Linked DNA regions of Mus musculus: all the other regions are linked to region 1. A link is a contact called in public promoter capture Hi-C data. All regions are on one chromosome and are shown on one strand. Each heading gives the region's core, a stretch centred on a gene start, on an enhancer-like site or on the middle of the called end of the contact. The rest is flanking DNA. Distances are from core to core; before and after follow the strand shown.

Evidence for each region. Promoter capture Hi-C pulls out the DNA fragments that hold promoters and counts their contacts. Capture Hi-C pulls out chosen DNA fragments and counts their contacts.
Region 2: a promoter capture Hi-C map of adipose tissue shows a contact between it and region 1, with 4 times the contacts expected there. The contact joins the promoter of Jkamp here to the promoter of Rps29 in region 1. A contact is called at or near these places in 1 of 484 Hi-C or Micro-C datasets (CD8 T cells) and 2 of 9 other capture datasets (adipose tissue and liver).
Region 3: a contact with region 1 is called in a promoter capture Hi-C map of embryonic stem cells, with 5 times the contacts expected there. The contact joins the promoter of Rpl10l here to the promoter of Rps29 in region 1. A contact is called at or near these places in 4 of 39 promoter capture datasets (cranial neural crest, embryonic stem cells, hippocampal neurons and 1 more).

The regions. Positions count from the first base shown.
Region 1 is chr12:69,157,831-69,160,629 of GRCm38.p6, reverse strand. It overlaps Rps29 (ribosomal protein S29), which reads left to right and starts at 1,444. Exons shown (of 3, transcript NM_009093.2): 1 at 1,444-1,633; 2 at 1,870-1,969. The coding sequence starts at 1,572. It also overlaps Rn7s1.
Region 2 is chr12:72,084,496-72,087,294 of GRCm38.p6, reverse strand. It overlaps Jkamp (JNK1/MAPK8-associated membrane protein), which reads right to left and starts at 1,456. Exons shown (of 7, transcript NM_024205.2): 1 at 1,112-1,456. The coding sequence starts at 1,115. It overlaps L3hypdh (L-3-hydroxyproline dehydratase (trans-)), which reads left to right and starts at 1,982. Exons shown (of 5, transcript NM_026038.2): 1 at 1,982-2,646. The coding sequence starts at 2,139.
Region 3 is chr12:66,283,065-66,285,863 of GRCm38.p6, reverse strand. Rpl10l (ribosomal protein L10-like) reads left to right here and starts at 1,463. Exons shown (of 1, transcript NM_001162933.1): 1 at 1,463-2,485. The coding sequence starts at 1,507. The coding sequence ends at 2,151.

The DNA of each region.
Region 1 (2,799 bases), core at 195-2,694:
GTTCTCCCGTTTGTTTAGTTGTATTACATGTTGTCAAAGCAAGACAGAGAGATAGATCAACAACAACAACAGAACTGGAATTGAAAAGGTGAGGGAATCGCGGTGTGTGTGTTTGTTTATGTGTATATGTGTGTGTGTATTTGTATATGTGTATATGTGTGTGTGTGTTTGTGTAAAACACTAGATTTGAAGACTGACAACAGACATTAAATTATATCTGGTCTTTAAATCTGTGACTCTTTCATTATGAAATAATTGGGTAAGGATTGTCTACCAAAATTTTGAAGTAGCATACTTTAAAGTTTTTTTTAAAGTTTCTATTAAAAGTCTTCTACAAAAGGCTTTTTTTCTTAATTTTACTCTGCTACATTCTAGATTTAGTTAAAGCTTTTATTTCAGGGGGCAGGGCTTTGTGCAATTTTAGGTTTTATTTTTATTTTATATATTTTTTATTTTTTATAAATTTGTCTTTTGAAGTTTGTCGTTACTTGTTTTGCTATTAAATTATCTGATGAAAACAACTTTTATTTTATATTACTTTTCTTCATATTCATCCACTTAGCCTGCGTTTGGTGGCACAAGCAAGCCCATTATTAGAGGCTGAGACATTAGGATAGGGAGTGTGAGTCTATTATGGGCAAAATGAGAGTCTTGGGCCAGTCTTGTCTACACAAAAACAAATGAAAAGTAAATGTAGGCGATTATATTTAGGTATCAAGGGTGGTATACTCACATATACGTAAGACCCTATTTTCCATCCATGGAATGATGTGGATTTCTTTTTGGAGTATATGAGGTCAAAAGATTTAATAAGAGGCCCCTATCGTTGACTCTTACTCATTACACTTGATTTAAGTTGTCATATAATTTCACGCCAGTAGGTGTCAGTAGTGAGTAAAGGAAAAAAAAAATCACGTTTGTAAGCGAACGTTTGTGTTAAGACAATGTAAAAAATTAAGGTTGAAATGTATTATATGAGAAAAGGGTGAATTAAAAAGAAAGTGAGAATAATGTTAATATTATTAAGTGTCCAAAAAGAGACGGGGTCTCGCTATGTTGCCCAGGCTGGAGTGCAGTGGCTATTCACAGGCGCGATCCCACTACTGATCAGCACGGGAGTTTTGACCTGCTCCGTTTCCGACCTGGGCCGGTTCACCCCTCCTTAGGCAACCTGGTGGTCCCCCGCTCCCGGGAGGTCACCATATTGATGCCGAACTTAGTGCGGACACCCGATCGGCATAGCGCACTACAGCCCAGAACTCCTGGACTCAAGCGATCCTCCTGTCTCAGCCTCCCGAGTAGCTGGGACTACAGGCGTGCGCCACCGCGCCCGGCGAGCGCTGAGAGCGACGGGGAGATACTAGAGCTGCGGCGGGCCGTGACGTCACTCACTGTGCCCGCCCAGCCAGCCTTAGAAATGTCACTCAGAGCACGCGGACCAATGTTGTCGCACGGCGTACGCGTCACGTCTTAGCGTTGTATTCTGGGTAGCGTGTAGCTCCAAAAAACTTTGAAGAGCGCCTGCGCGAGCCGACTCGTTCCTTTCTCCTCGTTGGGCGTCTGAAGGCAAGATGGGTCACCAGCAGCTCTACTGGAGTCACCCACGGAAGTTCGGCCAGGGTTCCCGCTCTTGGTGAGGAGCGGGTTGTGGAGACCGCGGTTAGAGGGAAGGGCCATTGTTGGTGACTGGGTGTCGGAAATTCAAGGCCCGCGGGCGGCGCGCAGGGCGTTCGGTGCTGCCGTCGCCATTACGGGCTTAGCTAGGCCGGGCCGGGCGGGCCCTGCTGCGGGTGGTGGGGAAGCTGAGGAGTGCTGTACCTTACTGTGGCGGCTCCATTAAGGCCATCTCCTTGTCCTTCCTCCTCCCAGCCGCGTCTGCTCCAACCGCCACGGTCTGATCCGCAAATACGGGCTGAACATGTGCCGCCAGTGCTTCCGGCAGTACGCGAAGGACATAGGCTTCATTAAGGTACGCGCGGTTGGTCGCTGCCGTCCACGATGCACACAGCGGAGGGTTTTAAGAGTTCCAGAAGGGAAGGGTGAAGGGTTTAATGCCTGGTCAGATTTAGGTGTCAGGTGGGTAGGAGGTGGTGCAGTTTCTACATAGTAACTGAATATTCCTAACCCAATACGTGTCTTAAATTTCTGGCCCAGGATGTTTGATCATACTGGGAAGAGCTCTAGACTTCACACACCGAAACCTAAGTGAATCTAGTGAACACACTGCTATGTTTTAGCCAGGGTTTTGGCTTTTTATTTGTTCTAAGGTTGATGTCTCAAAAGTCTCCTTTTTTGGTCAAAACCACTGTATATATATTTCATCTGCTTTTTATTTGTACCAATTTTTTTAAAAAGTATTTTAACCGGGTTTCTCCGTAGCCCTGGCTGTCCTGGAACACAGATTCTCTGCTGGGATTAAAGGTGTGCATCACACCCAGCTGCGGGACCAGTTTTAAATAAACTTGTGTTTAATGGGCCTGCATGGTATTTGACACTGCTGAGGTGCAGCAGAGAGTTTTAAGCTCAGACTTACATTATTGATGAAATAGTTACTGTAAGCCTAGCCTTACAGTTTAGAGACTTGAATGACTCAAGTGTGTCAGGATCGGTCCCTCCTCCGTCTGGTCTAGGTTTTTTCGGGTTAAGATGAACTGCAGAAACGGGCTATTTAGTAACTCCGGAGTACATGACATGGTTAATGTAATTTTGTGTGGTCTTGTATCGGGGAATAACTAGGGGGAACCAGTGGAAATAAATGCCAGAATCACAGTCTAAGTAATAGACTCCGTTTTGTTTTTT
Region 2 (2,799 bases), core at 207-2,706, 2.9 Mb before region 1:
AGGGAAAACAGAAAAAAGTCTGAAATGTCTCATGTTTGATATTTTCACTTTACCAAGTATCTGACATCTTTTTTTTAAAAAAATTCTTCTTTATTTTATAATCTTAAAAACAAACTTTTATTATTATAGTATTGTGTTTTCATGTGTATTTGTGTTTTGCCTGCATTTATGTCTGTGCACCATGTACCAGCCAAGTTCCCGCAGAGGCCAAAAGAGGAGAAAGTCAGAAAGGGATATAGGAGCCACTGAACTGCAGTTACTAAGGGTCCTGAGCCGCTGTGGAGGTTCTGGGGATCAAACCCCACGAAAAGCAGCAAGTGCTCTTAATCACTGAGCCATCTCTCCAGCCAATCCTTAACACCTTTTTTAAACACAACTGAACTGTAATGAGAAGGAAGTCCCTTCTCCATGGGCTTTGCGTCTAAAAGATCTCAAAACCAAGGCCAACAAACCAAAGCTCATTTACCTAACGAGAAGAATCTGTACAACCTTTCATAGCCATTGGTGAGCTATAGCTAAAATGTTGTCCTTGTTTTTTTCTGCAGCAGTCTAAGACCCTTTGTGAAGGGCTTAATGTATTTACATTTGATGTCCAGTGTAATAGTGCACGCCTTTCAACCCAGCACTATGGAGGCGGAGGCAGGTGGAACTCTGCGTTCGAGGTTAGCCTGGTCTACAGAGCAAGTTCCAGGTCGACTAAGGCTACAAGGACAAACCCTGTCTTGAAAAACAACTATTACATTTGAGGTTGAAAAAGCAAGTCTCGTGGCAATTAGGTTCTGCTTCCTTGTCCTGTTCTAACTCTGCTTCTAATTCTGAAGTCAACCACCAGGAATGCTTTCCTGGACAAGAACAAAGGGACTGAAGGAAGGGACACAGGAAGAGCACAACAAAGACTCAGCCTTTAATTCTGCACAAGCGCTCTTCTCCAGCCATTCTGGAGCAGACCATCCCAACCCCGGGAGAAGTCAGTGCCTGGGCTCAGCGCAGCCAAGGGCCAGGCTGCTCGCTGCAGCAGAGCTGTCGGCCCGATGGCGAGCCCAAGACAATGCGAGGAAAAGCAATAGGAAAAAAGGACAGAGACACGCCCGCAGCCTAATCGACCACTTACCCATTGGCCACACTAGGTTCCCCTGAGAAGCCGGGGATCAGCGGGTCCGAACGCAGCGCCCGAACATCCGGGCCACAGCGCTCTCAGCCGCTCCGCCTCCCGCTAGCCTGGCAAGCACGCTGGAACCCCGCCCCTGCTACATTCGGCTCCGAGTCCCGCCCCACCACCGCTTCCCCCGCTAGGGGTGTCGGGGGTGCACGCGGCGGACTTCCAGGCCTAGGATTCCCAGAAACCTAGTTTCCTAATCTAGGCTTGGAAGCCTCTCTCTCTCTCTCTCTCTCTCTCTCTCTCTCTCTCTCTCTCTCTCTCGCTTCCGGGTTTGAGCTCAGAGGCTCCACCTTTTCCGGGTCCAGACTCAGGTCTCGTCCCCGCCCTGCCTCCAACTTGAACTGGTCTCCACCGCCTCCAGTGTCTCTTTGAAGGGGCCCTGAGGTCCCGCCCCCGTTTCCTAGACGAAGCTCGTAGCTCCGCCCACCCCGTGCATTCAAGTCGCCGAGGCCTCGCTCCTACCCTGCATTGAGGTCTCCGAGGACCGCCCCCATCGTGCGGGCTAGTTTTCTAGGCACCGCCTCCGCAGAGTAGTCTCTGGAGCCCCGCCCCTATTTTATTGGCTCCTTTTCTAGGCCCTGCCCCTGCCGCGTGTCTAGTCTCCGAGGCCCCGCCCCCGCCGAGCAGTCCAGCCTCCGAGCCCCGCCCCGCTGCTGGAGCAAGTTCCGAAGCCCCGCCCCCTCCGTGTGTTCAAACCTCTGGAGCCACGCCCCCATTTGGGGGGTCTAGTTTTCTAATCCCTGCCCACGCTCCCTGTCCTGTCGCCCAGGCTCGCCCCTGTTGGGAGTCTAACTCTGAATCCTGCTAGCTCGGGCGCGCCCAGTCTAAGATTCCGGACGCTGGTCGCTGGGTGATCTCTGCTCGCCGGCTTGGCCCTGAGATTGCCACCGGTTCTGCGCGTTCTCCCGTTGGGTTTGGCGCTTTCTCCCTGCTTGGAGAGAGCACCACCGCGCTGTGCGGCAGTCCCTGGACGCAGACAATGGAGGCGGCGCTGGCAGTGACCCGGCTGCCCCCAAACGACCCGAGGACGCCAGCACTGTCGGTGGTGGACATGCACACAGGCGGCGAGCCTCTGCGCATCGTGCACGCCGGGTGTCCGGAGGTGGCAGGGCCCACGTTGCTGGCCAAGCGTCGCTACATGCGTCAACACCTCGACTACATCCGGCGGCGGCTCGTGTTCGAGCCCCGCGGCCACCGGGACATGTACGGGGCCATCCTGGTGCCCAGTGAGCTGCCAGACGCACACCTAGGCGTCCTGTTCTTGCACAACGAAGGCTACAGCTCCATGTGCGGTCACGCGGTGCTAGCGCTGGGCCGCTTCGCGCTCGACTTTGGACTGGTGCCCGCTCCCCCAAAAGGCGCCCGGGAGGCTCAGGTCAACATCCACTGCCCGTGTGGTCTGGTGACCGCCTTCGTAGAGTGTGAAGGTGGCCGCAGTTGCGGCCCTGTGCGCTTCCACAGCGTCCCAGCCTTTGTCCTGGCCTCAGGTAAAGGGTGAGACTCACTAGACCCGGTTGAGACAATCCGCGAATCTAACCACTGCTCTGTGGCTGAATATATCTGCGCAACTAACCCACCCTGCCTGCCCTTGCGATTAATAAAAAGGTAATTCCAAATTACTGCAAACACGCTTCAGTGTC
Region 3 (2,799 bases), core at 214-2,713, 2.9 Mb after region 1:
TCAAGAAAGGCAAACTGTATGGGTTTTGTTTGTTTTGTTTTGATTTCCTTTGGCTTAGCATAATGTACATTGTGGGTGGTCATTGTACAGTGGGGGGCTAGGCAAAAAAGTACCCATGGAGTGTGCCAGCCTGGCCTCCCTTTCTCTGTTAACCTTCTGACTCCTTATGAGTATGTGGAAGTTATAGGCATGAGTACAGTAAAGAAAACCGCCATCCTAATTCTCTGTAGGACATATTACTTCGGGCCATGTAACCCAGGGTTGGTTACTTCCTGAATTTTTGAAAAAGGTTATCAGATAAACCATTATGATACCACTCACTATTTTAAAAATTCTATAATTTTGGAAGCACAAGGCAAGATCTGGACAGGTAGAAGTACCTAATATTGCATGAACTCGGATTAGTCATTTTATATTTACCTTACAGATTTCTTGCTTCCCAGGCTTATGATACATTCTGCGGACACAGTACATATCCATGAGTGAAAATATATTAAATAATGTTCATGTTATCATCATTTTTTTCAGTACTATAAAGTATGACCTTCTTGTGTTCTTGCATATATTTTTGAGCGACCAAGTCTATTCATCATACTATAGTCAATGAGAATAATTGTGTAAAATTCTTCAAAGCCTATGCTAAACAGCCTCCTAATTTGTAAAATGGTTGAGCTGTGATATGTGAAGCACCTTAACAATCACTACAGCCTTCCTTTTTAGTTTAAAGGTTCCATGTTCATTGTACTCTGGGGCTTCACATATGCTGGGCCCCATTTTTCTGTTACTACCTAGTACGTATGATTAGTCTTCCCTAACTATTCCTCTGTCCTAATCAGGACGCCATACAGGATTTCAGGGGTTATATTCTCTTCTTCTTTTCCACATTTATCTAAAATGAGACAGACTAGTACCACTTAACTCCTCTAATTCTGTACGCCAAATATGGAGATAGCATGCCGTTTTATCTCCACACTCATGTACATAGTAAGGAGTCCAGAACCACTTGCCCAAAAGAGGAATCAAAAGTTATGGGTCTAGGGTCACTAAGAAATTCACCATGACCATAAATCTTTTTTTTCCCCCACTTTGGCTTTTTGAGACAGGGTTTCTCTGTGCAGCCCTGGTTGTCCTGGAACTCACCCTGTAGACCAGGTTGGCCTCGAACTCAGAAATTCGCCTGCCTCTGCCTCCCAAGGGCTGGGATTAAAGGTGTGCGCCACCACCGCCCAGCTGTAAACTTTTGTTTTTAAGCCTACTACAAAGCTTAAGGTCAAAGTTCCAAATTCGGTGGGCAGTGGTGGGCTTTCTTCGGCCTGAAAGAAACCTTTCAGTATTTACCACTGAGGCCTGCGCAGGCGTAGAGTGACCCGGAGATTGAGTGGAAAGGTCTATCTTCAAGTCTTCCTCAGTCTCTATGATTCCCGCAAGGCTTGATGGGTAACAGAAATTTGGCCTCCATTTTGCGGCTGGCGGTGGGCACGCACGGCTGAGGTTCCTGCTGTCGCCATGGGTCGTCGTCCGGCTCGCTGTTACCGGTACTGTAAGAACAAGCCGTACCCAAAGTCCCGTTTCTGCCGAGGCGTCCCCGATGCGAAGATCCGCATCTTTGACCTGGGTCGGAAGAAGGCGAAGGTGGATGAGTTTCCACTCTGCGGCCACATGGTGTCGGACGAGTATGAGCAGCTCTCCTCGGAAGCCCTGGAGGCCGCACGCATCTGCGCCAACAAGTACATGGTGAAGAGCTGTGGCAAGGACGGCTTCCACATCCGCGTGCGGCTGCACCCCTTCCATGTCATCCGCATCAACAAGATGCTGTCGTGCGCAGGTGCCGACAGGCTCCAGACCGGCATGCGAGGCGCCTTCGGGAAACCACAAGGTACGGTGGCGAGAGTCCACATCGGCCAGGTCATCATGTCCATCCGCACCAAGCTGCAGAACAAGGAGCACGTGATCGAGGCCCTACGCCGAGCCAAATTCAAGTTCCCCGGCCGCCAGAAGATCCACATCTCCAAGAAGTGGGGCTTTACCAAGTTCAACGCAGATGAATTTGAAGACAAGGTGGCGGCCAAGCGCCTCATCCCTGATGGCTGTGGAGTCAAATACATCCCTGAACGAGGTCCTCTGGACAAGTGGCGAGCCCTGCATTCCTGAGGACTTTGCTGGCAGAAAAGAAGTACAGATGAGGTTATAGTTTGAAAAACGTTAATTCCGTTTATTGACTTTAGAATGTTACTTTGCATAGTATAGACCATTACAATGGAAAGTACCTGCCTTAAGAAACAAGAAAACTGCAGTTTATAGAGAAAGAATTTTCAATTTTGACCCATGTACTTAAAATTTTTGGTGTATACTGCAGTGTAGCAAATGTTTTGTGGTGACGGTATAAATGGTACTGTTTGTTATCTTGGATTAAGAGTGGCTAGAGAAGTTGGAAGACGTGTGAGAAGTTCTTTATAGAGAATTAAACATGAAAATTACATCTCAACTGTAGCTTTGGTTGTTTTGCTTTAAACTTGTCAATACTATTTTTAAAATTACCCATAGCCTCAGGTTATCAATCTTAGAACAGTTGGGTGTACTGAAAAAGGATTTTCTAGACAAACCTTACATTGTCCTACACTCAGGAGACAGTGATCCAATCTTTTTTTCATCACAGAAAGGTTATAGGTGACAACCGAGTTTATATTGCTTGTATTTGGATCCCAGTGGAATCAACAAAGAAGAGAAAATGACACTAAATCAGCCATCTGTTCTGCGGGGGCCTTGGAGAGTGTAATCTGTTGCTTTTGCCCTGTACAA